Linked DNA regions of Mus musculus: all the other regions are linked to region 4. The links are chromatin contacts, called in public HiChIP or PLAC-seq and promoter capture Hi-C maps. All regions are on one chromosome and are shown on one strand. The core of a region is the stretch at or near the end of the contact, and the rest is flanking DNA. Distances in the headings are between cores, read along the strand shown.

The links. Promoter capture Hi-C pulls out the DNA fragments that hold promoters and counts their contacts. HiChIP or PLAC-seq counts read pairs in DNA pulled down with a chosen protein or histone mark.
Region 1: a promoter capture Hi-C map of embryonic stem cells shows a contact between it and region 4, with 3 times the contacts expected there. The contact joins the enhancer-like site here to the promoter of Spock3 in region 4. A contact is called at or near these places in 7 of 39 promoter capture datasets (the C10 cell line, cranial neural crest, embryonic stem cells and 4 more) and 1 of 9 other capture datasets (embryonic stem cells).
Region 2: an H3K27ac HiChIP or PLAC-seq map of embryonic stem cells shows a contact between it and region 4, with 4 times the contacts expected there. The contact joins the enhancer-like site here to the promoter of Spock3 in region 4. A contact is called at or near these places in 7 of 39 promoter capture datasets (the C10 cell line, cranial neural crest, embryonic stem cells and 3 more), 1 of 115 datasets of contacts at active chromatin or transcription factors (embryonic stem cells) and 1 of 9 other capture datasets (embryonic stem cells).
Region 3: a contact with region 4 is called in a promoter capture Hi-C map of hippocampal neurons, with 7 times the contacts expected there. The contact joins the enhancer-like site here to the promoter of Spock3 in region 4. A contact is called at or near these places in 9 of 39 promoter capture datasets (the 3T3-L1 cell line, cranial neural crest, embryonic stem cells and 4 more), 3 of 484 Hi-C or Micro-C datasets (the G1E-ER4 cell line, cortical neurons and embryonic stem cells) and 1 of 9 other capture datasets (embryonic stem cells).

Annotation. Positions count from the first base shown.
Region 1 is chr8:63,758,841-63,763,267 of GRCm38.p6, forward strand. The region is part of intron 3 of Gm35424 (a long non-coding RNA gene); the gene reads right to left. Among named protein-coding and RNA genes, the nearest start is that of Gm35424, 16 kb to the right of the region's middle. Within about 2 kb of position 1,306, at least 5 of the 459 cell types and tissues checked have an H3K27ac peak or open chromatin away from gene starts, as enhancers often do. A contact at or near this core is called in embryonic stem cells, where this site is marked.
Region 2 is chr8:63,927,343-63,931,745 of GRCm38.p6, forward strand. It overlaps Sgo2b (shugoshin 2B), which reads right to left. Exons shown (of 8, transcript NM_001195687.1): 6 at 3,913-4,154; 7 at 1-1,748. Among named protein-coding and RNA genes, the nearest start is that of Sgo2b, 23 kb to the right of the region's middle. Within about 2 kb of position 2,134, at least 9 of the 459 cell types and tissues checked have an H3K27ac peak or open chromatin away from gene starts, as enhancers often do. A contact at or near this core is called in embryonic stem cells, where this site is marked.
Region 3 is chr8:62,078,603-62,083,122 of GRCm38.p6, forward strand. All of the region lies in intron 3 of Anxa10 (annexin A10), which reads right to left. Among named protein-coding and RNA genes, the nearest start is that of Anxa10, 42 kb to the right of the region's middle. Within about 2 kb of position 2,274, at least 2 of the 459 cell types and tissues checked have an H3K27ac peak or open chromatin away from gene starts, as enhancers often do.
Region 4 is chr8:62,949,311-62,953,221 of GRCm38.p6, forward strand. It overlaps Spock3 (sparc/osteonectin, cwcv and kazal-like domains proteoglycan 3), which reads left to right and starts at 2,035. Exons shown (of 12, transcript NM_023689.3): 1 at 2,035-2,218; 2 at 2,490-2,678. The coding sequence starts at 2,490.

The DNA.
Region 1 (4,427 bases), core at 56-2,555, 810 kb after region 4:
TGTCTTGCCGAAGCAAGAACTCAACATTATGGCATCAGCCTCTCTCTTATATAAGTTCAGAACATAAAAATGGGGATTTTTGGTGGAGTAAGATGACATAAGAGGGATGGAAGGATGACAGAGGGTAAGGAGTGACTGACATGGCCAATGGCAAAGCTTTACAACAGCAATGGCAGGGCTGAGGCAGTGTTAAACAGGTCTTGCTGAGTCACTGAGTGACTGATACAGGTCTCAAAACTCAAGCTAGGCTCAGGTTTGTCCTCAAGGCCCAAATCTGGGCCAAAATGGGGTCCAACAGGTGGTGGTGGTGGTGGTGGTGGTGGTAGTGGTGTTTTGGTTTATTTGGGGGGAAGGCGATTTAATAGTTTTTAAATAATATAACAATATCTAATTTGCTTAATACAAAAAATTATTATTGAATAATCCATTGCCTACACTCCAAACCCACAGTTCAGACAAACCACAAAATAGAATATAGAAAAATCATAAGTTGAGCTTTTGAATAATATATGAAATAGATTCCATAAGACTAGACTTTCTTCTCATTGTTAATTGATAAGATAGTGACTAATACATTATCAAGCTAGAAGGGACATGAATGGATAACAGTTTTTAGTGAAATTTGGGACATTTCTACCCTTTTATAAATTTTAAAGCATTTTATTATAATCACAGATTCTATTGCAGTAATAAGGTTGTTACTTCAGAAATTTAAAGAAAAATTCAATTTGAGATGTGGGTTTTTATCTAAGGATCATTAATTGTTAAAGCAACACTATTCATTTTTATTTGTTCCATATATCTGAACATGTCTGGAGGTAGGAAAAATATGGCGAATGTTGCTGCACGGACCTCAGTCGAGTCCTCGATCCACAGGAAAACTCGGGGTCAGGTTACAGTCCAGCAAGGAGTTGGCATGGATGACAAACAGATACGGACATAGAGAGTGTGTATAACAAAATATATTTTCTCAAAGCGAGTACCAGTCTTACAATACAGAAGAAAAATAAGAAAGCTAGGCGAATACATCCGCCAGGGTACACTGGTTCTTTACACAAAACAAAGAAAATGCATACATAAAAATATGTCGGGATCCAGGCCATATTTTCAACTGAGAATAGGCACAACCCTTAATTAAGATCAGCTAAATACAGGAGCCAGGTGAACGCTCTGATGCAATGCTAGTCTATTATTAAACCCACCACCAGGGGTCCTTTAGTAAATACCTGATTATGCTATTCCTCTGGGTCTAGTGAAAAACCGGCCAGGGGAATTCTGTTCTACTAACCCTTTCTGAAACCACAACCCACCTATTTCCTAGGCCATTGTGTATTCTTGTGTTTGGGTGTGACTCGGATATTGTTCTAAGTAATTACTATGTAGATTAGCTCCGAGCTTTCTAGCTCTTATTCAAGTATATTGTAATGCCTGATTATTTTCACTGTCTCTACTAGAGGTAAATTTGAATGTTACTGAATAGGTAACATTCTTACTGAATTCCAAGCTCCGGGTTGGCTCAACACCAGTGGAGACTTAGCTATATGTCAAAATCAATCCTGAAAGGTACTTATAATAAAAGAATACTGAAAGAGCGCACAAAGATCCATACAACAGACTAACGCAGGGACAGGTTTGGAGCATATGTGCAACGGGAATGCCAAGGTTCCAGGAGGCTAAGTTTCCATGAAACTCTGCCTCAGGACTGCCTCCAGGTTTCTAGGCCTGTCACATGAGTCACTATTGGAGTGGATGGAGCAGAATGTGATCAAACTTTATTCTATAAAATATTCAAAGAGCCTCTCAGGTTCCAGTCAGCAAGAACTTCTTGGCATTTGCAGTAGTGTCTGGATTTGATGGCTGTATATGGGATGGATCCCCAGGTGGGACAGTCTCTGGATGCCCTTTCCTTGGATCTCTGCTTCACATTTTGTCTCTGTATTTGCTTCCTTGAGTACATTGTTACCCTATCTAAGAAGGACCAAAGTACCCATACTTTGGTCTTCCTGCTTCTTGAGCTTCACGTAATCTGTAAATTTGTATCTTGGGTACTCCTGAAAAAGTATAACATAAAAAAACAACAACAACAAAAAATTCTAGGCCTTTAGGCCCAGGCTTGAGAATGTGACCTTAGTGACTCAGTGCTCCAAGGCATGCTAATCATAAAACAGATAGCAACATTCCTCCAGCCACCTGCTTCCTGGGTTCAGGGAATGTTCATTCAAAGAAAATCAACCTGACCCACCCTGACCTTTGCTGGAACCCAATATGCAAATATGCTATTGTTAGAGGCTCAAAGAAAACTGTCTTGACTTTCCACTTCCTCTTGACTCTGAACTGATATTTTTGGTATTTTCCAACAACACCCTCCCCACCCCCTTGAGTTATGCTTTCTTCCTTTAAATACCCTCTTACCCAACTACTCCAGGCTCCACAGTTCTCTACCCCTGTGTGGTATATGACTGTGGGCCCCAGAACGCTCTTGGAATAAAAAAGTCCTCTTGTGGTTTGCATCAAGGCCTTTTCTTGTGAGTGATTTGGGGTGTCACCTCTCCTGAGTCAGAACGTGGGGACTCCTCATGTTGTGGGCCTTTTACCCTCAGCTTTTGGGCTAATATCCACTTATCAGTGAATGCATACCATGTATGTTATTTTGTGACTGGGTTATCTCACTCAGGATGATATTTCCTAGTTCCATCCATTTGCCTAAGAATTTCATTTTGAAAGTTCATTGCAGACAGATCAAAGTTCCACCACTGTATTATAGTCACATGAAGTTTAATATTTGTGTGTGTGTGTGTGTGTGTGTGTGTGTGTGTGTGTGTGTGTGTGATAGATTCATGCTTCCAGTGTCTGGCAGTTGATCTTGTCAGCTAGGTCTGAAGCTTAAATACCTGTAAGTGACTTCACAGTGCTCTTCTTTATCATCCATAAAAAATGGTAACTAGAATCTAAGGCTAGGGCCTTACCATAGTCAGGTTGGGTCATTCACCTATTGTGAATCAGCCTAACAAATCACACAGTGAAGTTTTTTTATCACTTACTATTTATTAGAAATTTTTAGAAGTTTGTTAGAAATTTTAAGTCAATTATATTTTACTCACACTTAAGGATATAACTCATTTAAACCATTCTTTATTCTAAAAGCACATCTTACTCTGTATTGGAAATAATTGAATTGTTGCATGTCTCATTCTCTAAGCAAAGACTATCAGTGTTTGTACCAAAATAACAAGTGATCATGTCATAGTTGTGTTACTTCCCTCTACCTTTGTCTAAAAGGCCAATGTCTACTGCATAAATGACCTTAGAAACTTATTTCAAAATATTGTTAAAGGATCTCATAATACTATATGAGTAATTTATGTATGTTCATATTTATGTATGCATAAAAGGTGTTACACAAATTTAACATCATAATAAATGATGAAAGACAATATATAGCTGTAACTATGTCTTTCTAAACTTGTGCTACAGAACAATGGTGACTACTCATCAACGAGGACATATTACTTATTCTAGAGGTTTGCATATACATTCAAGTTGTAACACTGTTTCCTGCATATGAAGTAGTAATATTTGTTATGCCAGCCATTTATTTATGCCATTCAATCATTACTTCTAACTCTTATAAATATCTTGCCTTTATTTTACACAATATGCATTTTTTATGGCAAAATGTCATGAATCAAATGACCAAGATATTTGGGAATTAAACTCAAAGAAATGTAAGAATTGAGGACTCACAGTAAATCTGAGCTATCTTTTATGTAATTCTCATGTCAAATGTTACTTGAATGCTATTCTTCCTCCATTAATGAAAGACTATTAGCTACTAGTATTTTTATTTTATTTTAATTTATTTTTTTACACTACATATTTTATTCCCCCATCCACCCTCTGACTGTTCCGTACCCCATACCTCCTCCCCACCCCCGGTTTCCATGTGGCTGTTCCCACCTCTCACCCCACCTGACCTTAAAACTCCCTGAGGCCTCCAGTCTCTGGAGGGTTAGGTGCATCATCTCTGAATGAACACAGACCCGGAAGTCATCTACTGTATGTGTGTTGGGGGCCTCATATCATCTGGTGTATGCTGTCTGTTTTGTGGTCCAGTGTTGGAGAGATCTCAGGGGTCCAGATTAATTGAGATTGCTGGTCTTCCTATAGGATCGTCCTCTCCTCAGCTTCTTTCAGCTTTTTCTAATTTAACAACAGGGGTCAGCTATTTCTGTCCATTCATGCAAATTTCTGCATCCGACTTGAAATCAGATGCTTGCTTGTTCTTTCAGAGGGCAGTCATGTTAGGTCCTTTTTTGTGAGCACTCCATAGTCTCAGTAATAGTGTCAGGCCTTGGAACCTCTGCTTGAGCTGGATCCCATGTTGGGCCTGTCCCTGGATCTTCTTTTCCTCAGACTCCTCTCCATTT
Region 2 (4,403 bases), core at 884-3,383, 980 kb after region 4:
CTGACCGAGCTTCTTATTTAGTGGGTCATGTGCACTTCCTCCATCATTGTCATGTATTTGGGTGATTTTAGAAATTATTTCTGTCTTTCGATTTGCCTGTTTTCTAAGCTTCTTATCTACTTTTGAATCACCTTGACAAGCAGGCTGCATATCATGGTCATGTTTTTTCAACCCCAAGAGCATTTCAGACTTATATGGCTCTGCACTATCTTGGTTACAAAGAGCAGGCATATCAGACTCACTTAAGTCTTTTAAGGTTCCAAGAATGTCTTTATCCTTTTGTAGCAAGAAAGACTTATCCTTTTCTGAACAATGAACACCTTTGTCACTACTAAAACAATTCACTCCAGAAATTACTGCTGTCTTGCGATTTACTTTCTGCCTAGGATTTTTGCTCATTTGAGACTCATTCTGAGCAGGGTATATACCAGTAATTTGCTTGTGCAGATCCATAACATTCTGGGTCTCACAGTCTCGCAAGCTTCCATTAACTCTTGTGAAGAAAAGAGGTGTATCAAATTCTTCTGTAGCTTCTAGACTTCCACTGGTGGTTACTTTATCTGCTTGGGTTTGGAAGGGAAAGTTGCCTTTTTCTAGGAAGTGCATATCTTTATCATTGTCCTCATATATTTGTTTCATGCTAGAAACTATTTTTGTTCCTCGATTTATTTTCTGCTTAGTCTTCTTTGTTAGATTTTGTTGAGCATTGACAGACTTTCTCAAGCCCAATGTTGTCTGAGCCTCATGGTCACATACATTTTCTCTGATGGAATGATCAGCTGTATGAAATTCATTTGTAACTTCTAGGCTTTCAGAAATGGTGTCCTTATCTTCTTGATTTGGAAATAAGTTACCTTTTTCTGATTTATGAATCACAAATGTCTGTCGAGAAGGGTTACTTAAATTATGATGTAGGGTTTTCTGACACAGGTCAAATTTACCATCTTGAAGGAATTTGACTGAATGTCTGGAGAAAGGGTTTGCTTCCTCTTGCTCATCTAGCATATATGTTCGCCTCCTCTTTTTATTTTGAATGTTCTCCTGATCTGAGCTGTTCTGGGGGGTTATTTTCTTTTGCGTGTTTACCTGAGATGGCTGCTCAGTACTGGAAATACAGTTTGGCTCTTCTGAATCCCCTCTGCCATCCAGGACACCAGAGCCTCTTTTTGCTCTGCTTTCATCAGTCTCTTTTTCAGCACCTACTTCTGAACCATCTTTACATTCTCTCTTTGAGCTTTCTCTCTTTTTATCAGAGCTTGCACCTTTCACTTTTCTGAAAGTCTCCTTTCTACAATCTGCCTTTTTCTTAATTTGATTTTTATTGCTCTTTGAAACTATTACAATCTTGCCTACATCAGTAGCAGTTAACTCCACATCAGCGGCTTCAGACACAGTGTTATGAAAATGAAAGTTGTCAGTTTTCTGCACTTGCTCCATGCGCTTTACATAAGGCTCACTGGAAGATTCAGAAGGTAAGCCAAGAAAACACTCGGTATTTCTTTGTGTGTTATTACTGGTTTCATTGGTATGGCCATTTATCTCATTATTCCAATTTGATCCTGGACTTGATATTGATTGGTTTTCTAAATCTGACACATACAGTATGTCTACAGTTGAAGACACACACTTCTTCCTCTGAGTAATATTTTTAAGTGTTAATTTTTCTCCCCTTCTAAGGTTGGGAGATGGACCAGTTTTCATCTCACTCGGAGAACTCTGAGGACTTTGATCTGAGTGACAATGGCTCTCTACAAAATAAAGAAAAACAAAAAATACGTAATAATCTATAGTAAACAAAGCAGATACTTAGCTGTTTCACAGAGAGAACTTCTGTTCTTCTCAGACCCTTATTCAGAATTCATGCTAATAAAAATTAGTTAGACTAACTGGAGTACTCACAGGTCACATTTTACATCTAAATCCATGAGAAATGCATACTACTGAGCATTCACTCAGCCCCCACCCCAAGACTGGAATGGGTATATACTATAATAGAGCCATTAATTCCTACTTCTAGAGCTGAAGGAGACCATGGCCTCAAATAATAATAGTAACGCTGGTGGGGAGGATACCTAAGACTGTGGAAAGAAAAACACTGTGCTCTGAGCTTAACATTTAGTGCTACACCCACTCCAGTGAAGTCTGCCTGTCTAGGTTGAAAGGCCTGGAGGCAGTCAAAAGAGGCAAAGAGTTTCAAGGAAACTCAGCCTCCTGGAATCTTGGCATTCTCATAGCCCATATACTCAAACCCTATCCCCAAGTTAGTATGGTGTATGCTCTCTTTCAGTATTGTTTTATTATAAGTGCCTTTAAAGATTGAATTCTGACATAGGTGAGCCTCCACCAGTGTTCCAAAGTCCTAGAAAATCCTTGAAGCTGAAGGTCTTGGAATTCAGTAAGAATTCAGTGAGAAGGTTACCTATTCAGTAACATTCAGATTTACTTCTAGTAGAGAAGTGAAACTAATTAGGCATTACAAAGAATGGAGCTAGAATAGCTCAGGGCTAGTCAGCAGAGTGATTACTTAGTCTCACCCAAACAAGGGAATACACAATGGCCTAGCGAATAAGAATGGGTGGGGTAACCGTGAAAGAGTTAGGGAATCTCCCTGGGACAATTTTCTTCACTAGGCCCAAAGGAACACATAATCAGGCATTTACTAAGAACCCCTGGTGGTGAATTTAGCAATAGACTAGCATTACATCTGTCTCCATTCTAAGTGGTAAACAGGGCCTGTTCCCCACCATCTTTTGATGTATGCATTCCTTTTGTTTTATGTCACTGTAACTTAGCAGATATGTTGGCCTGGTTTCTTGTTATTCTTCTATATAAAAAGTTTGATGCTCGATTTGACACATTACACTCAGATTCAATACACTCTCTCATGTTCCATCTGTTTGTCACCCCTATTCCCACCCACTCTATGCCTATCTGTCCAAGACCTTGATTAGCAGGGATTGAGGAGGGCCTGTTGAGCACCGGTCCATGGCAAATTAAGTTTCTGTATTCTAGTTTGTTAATATTTAACCAATGCATAAGCTATAGACTACATTACAGGATTATCAATTAGGAAGACCGTGTAATAAAATTAAGTTTTATTATGTTTTCTTACTAAGTCATTACTCAAGTTCATTAGCACTATGATATTTTCATTTCTGTTGCTCTGGTAAAATACAGACAATAGAACCTTAAAGGAGAATTTATTTGGTTCACAGTTCTGGGCTACAGCTCATCATTGCAAGGAAATCAAAGTGGCAGGAATTTGAAGCAGATAGCCACCCACACTCAGAGTCTTGAGAAGAGAGCAATGAATGATAGAAGCTTGTACTCAGTTTGCCTTCTTCACTCTTAAATAGTTAAGAATCTCCTGCCAAGGAAATGGTACCACCCACAGTGGACAACGCTTCCCAACTCAGTAAAATCAAGATAATTCTCCACAGTCATGTTCACAGGCAAACTTGATCTAGACTATCTCTCATTGAGATTCTCTTTCCAGATGATTCTAGACTATGTCAGCTTGAAAAATCAAAACTAACCATCATAATCACTAATTGGTTATGACCTTGAAAAAAAATCACTGTATTCACCTAGATGAACATTTTTTCATATCCATGAAAAGGAAATGAAACTAAACATATAAATGTAATGGCATTTTCAAATTACAAGCTAAGCAAAATGGAAAGCTTAGTCCTGCTCATTTTTGAAGACCGCTTCTAGACTAACAGTATTAGGTGTCCATGAATCTGACATTTGTCTGGACATTTACTTCAAGTTGAAATTTTCACCAGTAGTTTTAAATGGTAGAAGTTAGCAAGTACAAGTTACCTATACAAGAGATCTATCTAAAGGATAAACTGTTTGTACATTGTTGCCCTTAAGAAAGGCTACATAAAGTTTTAAAAACAATCTTACCATTAGGAAGTACATCAACACTTGAAGTATGTTCTGAATGACCTGAACCACATGTTTTCTGATTACCTTCTTTAGGAAGGAATAATTCCAAATTACATTGATGTAAGGATAAAGGTTGTCTTGATACCAAAGAAGTAGTATCAGGTGAGGTCTTTGATATAATTCTGTTGCTACACTTTGTATTCCATTTATCATCAGCACCATCATCATCATCATCATCATTTTCTGAAGTTAATAGAACCCTAAAGGCAAGGGAGAATGAAATAAGAAATTCTGTGTTTTACAAAAATTACATTGAAAGAAAAAGGTATCATTATACTTGTACCAATAGTCTGACCTTTTAGAAAAAAATTGAAAAATTATTTGAAGAACATGTAAAAACATGACAAATATAACATAGGGATTATTAAAGAAATGGGATAGGGACTGGAGAGGTGGCCTAGCAGCTATGAGCATGTACTACTCTTCCTAAGGACCTGAGTTTGCTACTA
Region 3 (4,520 bases), core at 1,024-3,523, 870 kb before region 4:
AATAAGAAATTTAAAAAACATGCTAAATTACATTTCTGTAGGTTTATACAGACAATTGAAAAATATTTTAAGTTTATTGTGTTTTTCTAAAAAGTATAAAATATATCTAGTTCTACTTAAAAGTGTGCAATAGTATTTAGTATTTTACACTGTTATTAGGGCATAATAAAATTTATTAGAATAAATTCAATCTTGTCATACTTTACTTGCATGGCAAAGATATTAAAAGAGACAAACTTGAAGGACTGGCAAGACACTGGCTGGGCAAAATAGAATATGTATATAAAATGACAAACTAACTTTAAGTCAACATTAAGTTGATTTAAAACTTAAATGTTCACAGAGACTCAGACCTTATTTTTTCCAACCTGTTTTCAAGTGCACCAGGAATGGTCCTGAAAAACTGGCATCTGTGTTGTGGATAGCCCTGGGGCTAATTATATTTGATGTTAATTCAGTTCTCCTATGAGTGGCTGCAAACAAGGAATGAGTCAGCACTCAGGTGATTTCCTGTAAACCTGCTTCCCACCTTAATTTGTAAAATAAAGGAGGGCTGATAATTGGGAAGATAAAGGGAAGGTGGAGCAGAAGGGGGAGGAGAGAAAAAGGAGAAAATGGAAGAGGGAGAGGATGCAGAGGAGGAGGAAGAAGAAGAAAAGCAGAGCAGAAGCACATGGCCTGGAGAAACCACAAGTTCTAAGGGGCTCATAGATGTGGAAGATGGTAGTATATCAGTAGATCTGCCCAATCTAGGTGCTCAGCATGTGATCATATGAACTGTGTTGTGTTTTCATTGCTGGGGCATATTGGGAGGAGATTTACCGCAACAGATGTAAGCAGAGCAGATGGAAGAGTGTGAGAATTTAAGTAGCCACTATTTAGGATGTGCCTTGAGGATGTGAAAAGAATTTTGATCCACTGCATCAATTCTGCAATTAGGTGAAACATAAGAGACGGGGCCTAGATATGACCTGTCTGTCGTTTTGAAAAGGCAGTCTTTCTGTACTGCCTAAGTTGGCCTTGAATTCACTATCCTCCTGCCTCAGCCTCCTGAATACTATAAGTATAGGTACATGCCACCATGCCTAGCCAGTCTGTTTTGTAATGGTGTGTAGGAAACAGGGAGCCTAGATAGTAAATACAGCATACTTTTGAGAATGAGGAGTTTATGTTAACTTAGATATGATACAGTGGATTGAAAATATTAATGCATGCAGACATATTCAATATACCATTATGAAGAGATAGCAATGCTCAGACAGCTAATACAAAGGTTTAATACTTGAACTGGTTCCTGAGCCACCAGTCTTTCTCTAATCCTAAATCAATTGCTTATTTGATATATCAATAATTTTAAATGTATTATATTACAACAATCAAGGTATATGATAAAACTGCATATGCATATATTTTCTAGTGTCTATGAACGCATAGATTATCTTAAAAATTTTCCTAAAGTCAGAATTTGACTATATGATAGTATTGTACAACATATGGATAGAACATATGTAATATGTAAGTAGATACATAAAAATGAGAGAATAAAAAACCACATGAATAAATGAGTATGGAAAGAGAAATAGATTTTATTATCTGCAAAGAATATTTGTTCTCTTCAAGTTGAAGATTACGTGAGCATTCCAAATCTTTGATTTAATCTTTTAGCATATTTGATCACTGCACTTATCCCATATGTATATAACATCTCCTTTGTTTCTTTACACATTATATCAATTTTAGACAATATTGAATATGTATTCCACTACTAACAGGTTGGAATTGCCACTAGATGGCGATATATGTCTTTATTTTGTATCTTTCTGTGTGTGTGCAAGACAAAGAGAGAATGCTATAGTAAAGTTTGCTTTAAAAAATTCAATTAAACAACAGTTTAGTGAAAGAAGCCAGGTTTTTTGATACTCTTTACTGACACTATGTTATAGTTTTAATCTTGTGTATAATATTGGCATGAGATTGAAAGAATATTACTAAATTTCTTTGTATATGTTACCTGAGTAAAGAAAACAAAAGCCCTCCTCACAGGACGAGCACAAGTATTGTAAGTCTTAAAGGGAACTGTTAAAAATACTTTCAACACTCCAAAATGTACTCCAAAAGTGTCATTCCTTCCAAAATACTCAAAAAGCTTGCATATTAATAGTCTTTAGCTACAAATAATGGCAATGTAGTGTGGCTTCCATCTTCTTGTCTTCACAGTACGTGTCTCTTACTATCCCCACAGCTCAGAGCCTTTTCTGTTATCTTTCATTCCTTCTATTTTCACCATGCCTGGTATCAGTCCAGTCCATCATCTCTAACATGGAAACACAGCCCTGTTCTCTGGGCTGCACACATGGTGATTCGACAAGAACACAAGAGAGATGAGAAGTTCCCAGCACTTAGTGACTCTCAGGTTCATAATATGAGCAAATATAGTCAGTCTGTGACATTCATGCAATGGATGCATCTTATGCCTTGCTCCTCTCCTGTCCTTGGTAAGCACCATGTGCTTACAGTCCTAGAATTGGCCAACAGTACTGACCATCTCTGGCCAACTCATGCTGCTTCTCCTTCCACACGCCTTGGATAGGCCACCATCCTCCCTCCTCTACAATAACAGAGCAGCCATCTAATGAGCTCTTCTGTGCTTCTTCCCTATGTTCTCTCTAAAAATTTGATGTCAATATCCTGGGAAAAAAAAGGAAACAAGAATAACTATTCTTCGGCCTTAAATGTTCCTCTACTTCAAAGGAAAACATTGTCCTTCTTCATTATGGTTTATCTCAGAAGAAAGCAGGCACTGGGTATGTTATTGCATGCAAATAAGAATATACATTCTTACCAGCATTGAAAAGATTCATATTACATTCTGATCCTATCTTGGCACACATTGCTTTTCTTCTTGCTTCTGATTGGTCTAATTTAGCTACAGTGGTCTTCTTACTGCTTCTGGAAGGGCAGATCTGGTCTGATGTTTGACTTTGACTTTCACTCTGCCTTTCATGTGCCCTTGCCCTTCTGGCTTCTCAGAGAAAGTGTACAGAGCAGTCCCCCAGCACACCAGCACACTTCACCTGACTTGGTCTTATTACGCAGCACCCACTGCAAACTGGTATATTTTAGCAAATAATGTCCCTTGTCACCAAGGCAGGAATTGGCTCCACCATGGCAGAGACTTGACCTGCTTTATCCACGGCTTTTTCATCAGCCCATGGAGCTGTGCCTGGTAACTACTAAGTACTTGTACAATAATAACAAAGCGAGCAAATGAATGGATAGGACAACATGTAATTCAACAATTATTTGTTTGTACTCAGTCTTGGCTAGTGTGAAAATAAACAAGGAAAGCAATCTCTATCCCCTGCCGCTTCCCTTGAGTGGAGGGTACAGAAATCAGGGAAAATAGCCAAGGCACACTGCATAGCAGGCTGAGGTCTATAGATGGGGGAACAGCATGCTATTATCAGGGTACCAGGAAGGAGACTGTGCCTTCAGCTGGGAAGATAAATATTGAATTGTATGTTTAAATAAGTATACTTTGAAAGTTCAAAGAGGAACATTCAAGTTGGCTTCCTAATTAGACCCTTACATTCTCACTTGGAGTTATATAAATAACTTCTCAGATGCAACCTCTGGAGTGTGACTTTCCCCAGCCTCATCACCTCTGATTTCCTATTTTCTGAAGCCCTGCCCTCAAGCAAGCTCTGCCGGAATCACAGCTTGGCCTTCCATTAAGCTAATGAGTACTTGCCTTTCAAACTGAGATGTTCGGTGCCACTGCCGAAACCATCTGACCACGCTGATTAAATTAAAAATGAAACAACAGTTTCTCATCTGTGACTTCTTATTCACATCGCCTTATGGATGAAATGGGGGTCAAAAGTGAACTATGATTTTCTCCTTGTTGGAATATACTCAGGGGTACACTTTCATATGCATTTGACTTGTATGCCTTTCCCTAATTAATCATAAAAACAAGGCCTATTATTGAAATACTCAAAAGTCGAGCACATAGAGTGAGAGTTTAAATCTGTCTTAATTCTCCTTACTGTGAGATCCCTGTATAACTCCACAATTGTGCTTCATTATAAAGACATCTGTGCAAGTTGTATTACTTGTTACAGTAAGAAAATATTCTTCCAAACAGCTGTGTTCCACACACATTTCATTTAATGCTTCAGTTTCTGATGCAAACATGAGATGTTCCGTTTTGTCTGATGGGAATGATAATAGTTTGGTCTTCTAGAGAAACACAGCATATTGAAGTTGGTTTAGTTTGGGTCTTAGACTTTCCTTAGAGGCGCTTATGTTAATGCTCAGTTCCCACTCTATCTCTATTGGGAAGTAATGGAAGTAGGACCTAGTTAGACTAGTTCTGAAAGCTATTTGGTTTGGGCATTAATGTGAAATGTCGGGCAGTATATGCAGATAGGAAAATACTCATTGGGTCAATTTGCACAGGTAGTTAAGTCATGTAGAACTGGACCATAATTATACAGGGGCTTAACCAAGGCTGTTCT
Region 4 (3,911 bases), core at 785-3,284:
ACCAGCACCAAGGCTAAGTCAGAGAAGGTGGCCTCCACCATTACGCATAATGAATTATAATTTTTCTAGAAATACCATTTCACTGTCACATCTGGATTGTGGTATTCTCAAAAGCTTCATTTCAAGATGTACACAGCTATCCTTGCTTTCCCTTCAGCAATTGTTTCACCCTGCTCAGTGTCTTGGAAGCTGTCCATAGAAGATAGGCTTGCTTAATAGGTTTCATAAATATGTTCCAATTGACAATGAACTATATACACACAAATAATAGAAATTCATATATATGCATGAAAATATATATGTAAATAAAATAAATGTGCTTCTCTACACATTAACTGTGATCATGGCATTTTTGTAACATGCTATGTTATCATGCATGTTATGTATGTTTTCATACATGTTAACACGTATGGTGTAGAGGGTTAACCTTCATAACACACCTTGTTTAAAGAAAGGTTACTCATTCTAGAAGACCAGTTTGTTTTAAAGTTTCCTGACTTCTGCTGCGTATCAGCATTGTACATAAGGTTTAAGGTCCTTATCCTTATTTTTTTTAAATAATTTTAAATCATGATGAGACATTCTTATTGAATTAAGAGGACTGTATGTGGGTCTTAAATTTTTGAAGTAGAGAGGTGAAGCTGGGGATATACAGAAGAGGCATTGGAGGGTGAGTCAGCCAAGTATTCATGATATAGAAATGAAAACTCATAAAGGCTATAACACATGCTGAGCTTGCTTGTAACAAAGCAAACTAAGTATCTAGGAATAGTATATAGAAATACTACATGATACTGTTCTCAAAAATTGTTGATGCATCTTTGCTATCAGTCGATACGTCTGTAAATTATAATTGTAGATTTGTAATAACTTTCTCCCTTCTTTGTGTGTGTGTGTGTGTGTGTGTGTGTGTGTGCCAGGAATCGGAAAGTGTCTTCTTACTACGTTAAAAATTTCACTTTTATCATTTATGCTAATAATTGACACTTCCTTAGATTCTGTATTTAAAGTTAGTAATTAATATCAATCAGTTTGATTTCTTTAAAATATCATCTAAAAGTTATGACCCGAGTGAGAACAAAGTACTCAGAATACGGGACACACCTGTTGCCACTATTCTAATGAAGACCTCCTGAATTTTAGAAAATACAAAGGTCATAGCTTGGGAAGGTGTAGCTTGCCTGACATATGTAATTCAAATACAGATGGCTAACACTTTTGTAGTCTGTTGATTTCCAAAAATCTCTCAATTTACATACCCTGCTCAATTAACCTGCTTTCTGTAAGTACAAGGAAAAGAATTTCTTCACTGGGCTCTGCACAGGGTGTGAGAATAGATTTGGGCAGGCAAATGTTTTTGTTATCAGTGGAAGTTCGAAGTACATCCTAGCTAGGGCCTCAAAGCTGTTTGCTTATATTCAGAAGACTGACATAGGTGGCTTATTTATCTTTGCTTTAAGGACTGTAGCATACACCACAGTTATTGGAGGGATTTTAGAAAGGAAAAACGGGTTGTGTGCACTGAGCATGGCATGCTGGTGAAATCAAACACTTTGCCTGCCAAATCTAAAGAGAGTTTGGCTCTGAAATAATTCAGAAGTTCAGAGCATACATTTGCAGACAGTGAAGAGCTTCCCCAAGGCCTTATGGTGGTCTTTAGGAAGGAGGAGCTGAGTTCAGGTTCAGAGCAAAGTCTCACGGACTCTCACTCTGAGATGCATAAAGTTTTCTTCTGATCTATTTCCTTATAGCTGCCTGACCACCCTTGAAATTGAAAAACAGGAGTAGCAGAGAGGGAGATGCCTTGCTTCACCGGCATTCAATCCAAGAGAAGAGAGAATGAGCTGGTTGTGCCTGGAACATGAGAACCTTTTCTGGAGGCAAGAGGTTAGAAAGCAAGGGATTCCTAGGAGAGGAGCCTACTGCATCCTCTGGCTCCAGCCAGGCTTCGCATCCGGAACTTGCTGCAGCTGGGATTCAGGGAGAGGAAGGTGGGATAGGAGGAGGGGAGGAAGGAGGTGGGGGAGGGAGGGGTGAAGCGAGGGGAGCTGGCGAGGGATAGGCGCGGGGAGGGTGGGATGGGGGGAGCGCCGGGCGCAGGGAGCTGAGTGGACGGCTGAGACGGCGGCGCGTGCAGCAGCTCCAGCAAGAAGCGAGTTGCCAGAGCCGGGCTGCTTTTCCATCAGGAGCTGCGAGCTCCGTGCCCGCTCTCAACAAGGTGATGGGCCGGCAAGCGTTTTATCTGGCCGCTGGGACTCTAGCTGCTTGGGGCTTCCTCCCTTAGACCCCTTCTTCTTCTCCCTTGGGTCTGCGTGTGTGTGAGTGCCCTGGTTTGGGGGTGAAGCCTCCTGGAAGGGGACACCCCTGTCCCTGCTCGTCTCCCCTTCTCTCCAACCCGTCCTCGCTGATGCATGCCTTCCAGGGGCGCCCCCATCTTCGCACCCGGTCTCTGACATTGCTCCCTACCCGTGGTTGTGTCTCCTTCCCAGATGCTCAAGGTGTCAGCCTTATTGTGTGTGTGTGCAGCGGCTTGGTGCAGCCAGACTCTTGCAGCTGCCGCGGCGGTGGCTGTGGCCGGGGGGCGGTCGGACGGCGGTAATTTTCTGGACGAAAAACAATGGCTCACGACAATCTCTCAGTATGACAAGGAAGTCGGACAGTGGAACAAATTCCGAGACGTAAGTGATGCGCACCCATCTCCAGCCAAGCGCATTTAGCTCCAGAGCTGGCATTTGCTGTGGCCGCCAGAGGTGGGGAAGGGGCTCGGTTTTCTAAGGAACCCGGGTTGGGGCGAGTTGGGGTGCTAAAGCTTGTATCCTGTAACTGTAGAACTTAGCAGTCTCCACTCCCCCCCAGATAGCTTAAGTAGGAATTTGCTTGTTACATATGCTTCTGAGTTAGGTCACACCGGGTTTTCTCTCTTCCCCCTTTCCACCTCACCTTGCCCCAATTTTTCGCCCCCAAATGTTTGCAAAGTAGAGCTTCGACCTTCTCAACTTTTGAATGGTGTTTCTGGCACTAGTAAACACAGCAGGGTGCCTGTGCTGTTGCCTAGCTATAAAGTAACTAGGATCGATCTCCTTACTAATGGCCCATTAAGGAATTTGAGGGAGGAGATATAAAGATGTAACATTTATAAATGCCTGCTCTCTCAGGGTGGGAGGTTGTTTGGCAGCGTCAGTCTGCAGAAGTTGAAATGCTGCTGATTACGTAAAAACTGTTCATCAGATTCTATTTCTACATTCACTTACCCTGGAACACTTTGGTCTTGTGTGTACTGGGCTTATGGGGAGGAAATGGAGCAGCAATGAAAGAGTTAAACTGTAGACTCCCTTGGGAGTTTTCTCAAGAGCTCTTTAAAGGCGACCAGCTTTAGAGACTCCCACATTTATTTGCCTGGAGCCAATAGCCAGGACTAGTCACCCACACCTGATCTGAATAGAGTCCTATGAGAATATTTGCTGCTGTGCCCAGAGCCTTGAACTAGGCTGATGCCCCAGGAGAACATTCTGACCTCTGGATACCATCCCTACCTCACCCTGTGAAACCCAGGGGTTTGAGACCTGGCAGAGTGACTCATATTCCTTGTCTAGCCTTGTAATGACATTTGTGAGACTGCCTCTCTGATTCAATCACCAGTGCTTTCCGAGTCTGTGAGTGAACTTCTCCGATTAGCTCAGGTTCTCATGATTAGGAAAACAAATGGAGGCTTGCACTAATTCTCATCCTGGATGCATCATTCTCTTCTCCCATCATGTCCGTCTCTGTAAAGTAACTGGCGAGGGGAGTCTCACAGAGAGATCTCCTAGAAATGTGACTATGATTTCAGGGTAAATCTATATGATACTCAGCATGAATATACAGCATACGGAAATGATTGTGCCCATTCTTATCGCAGGACTCAGTTTTGG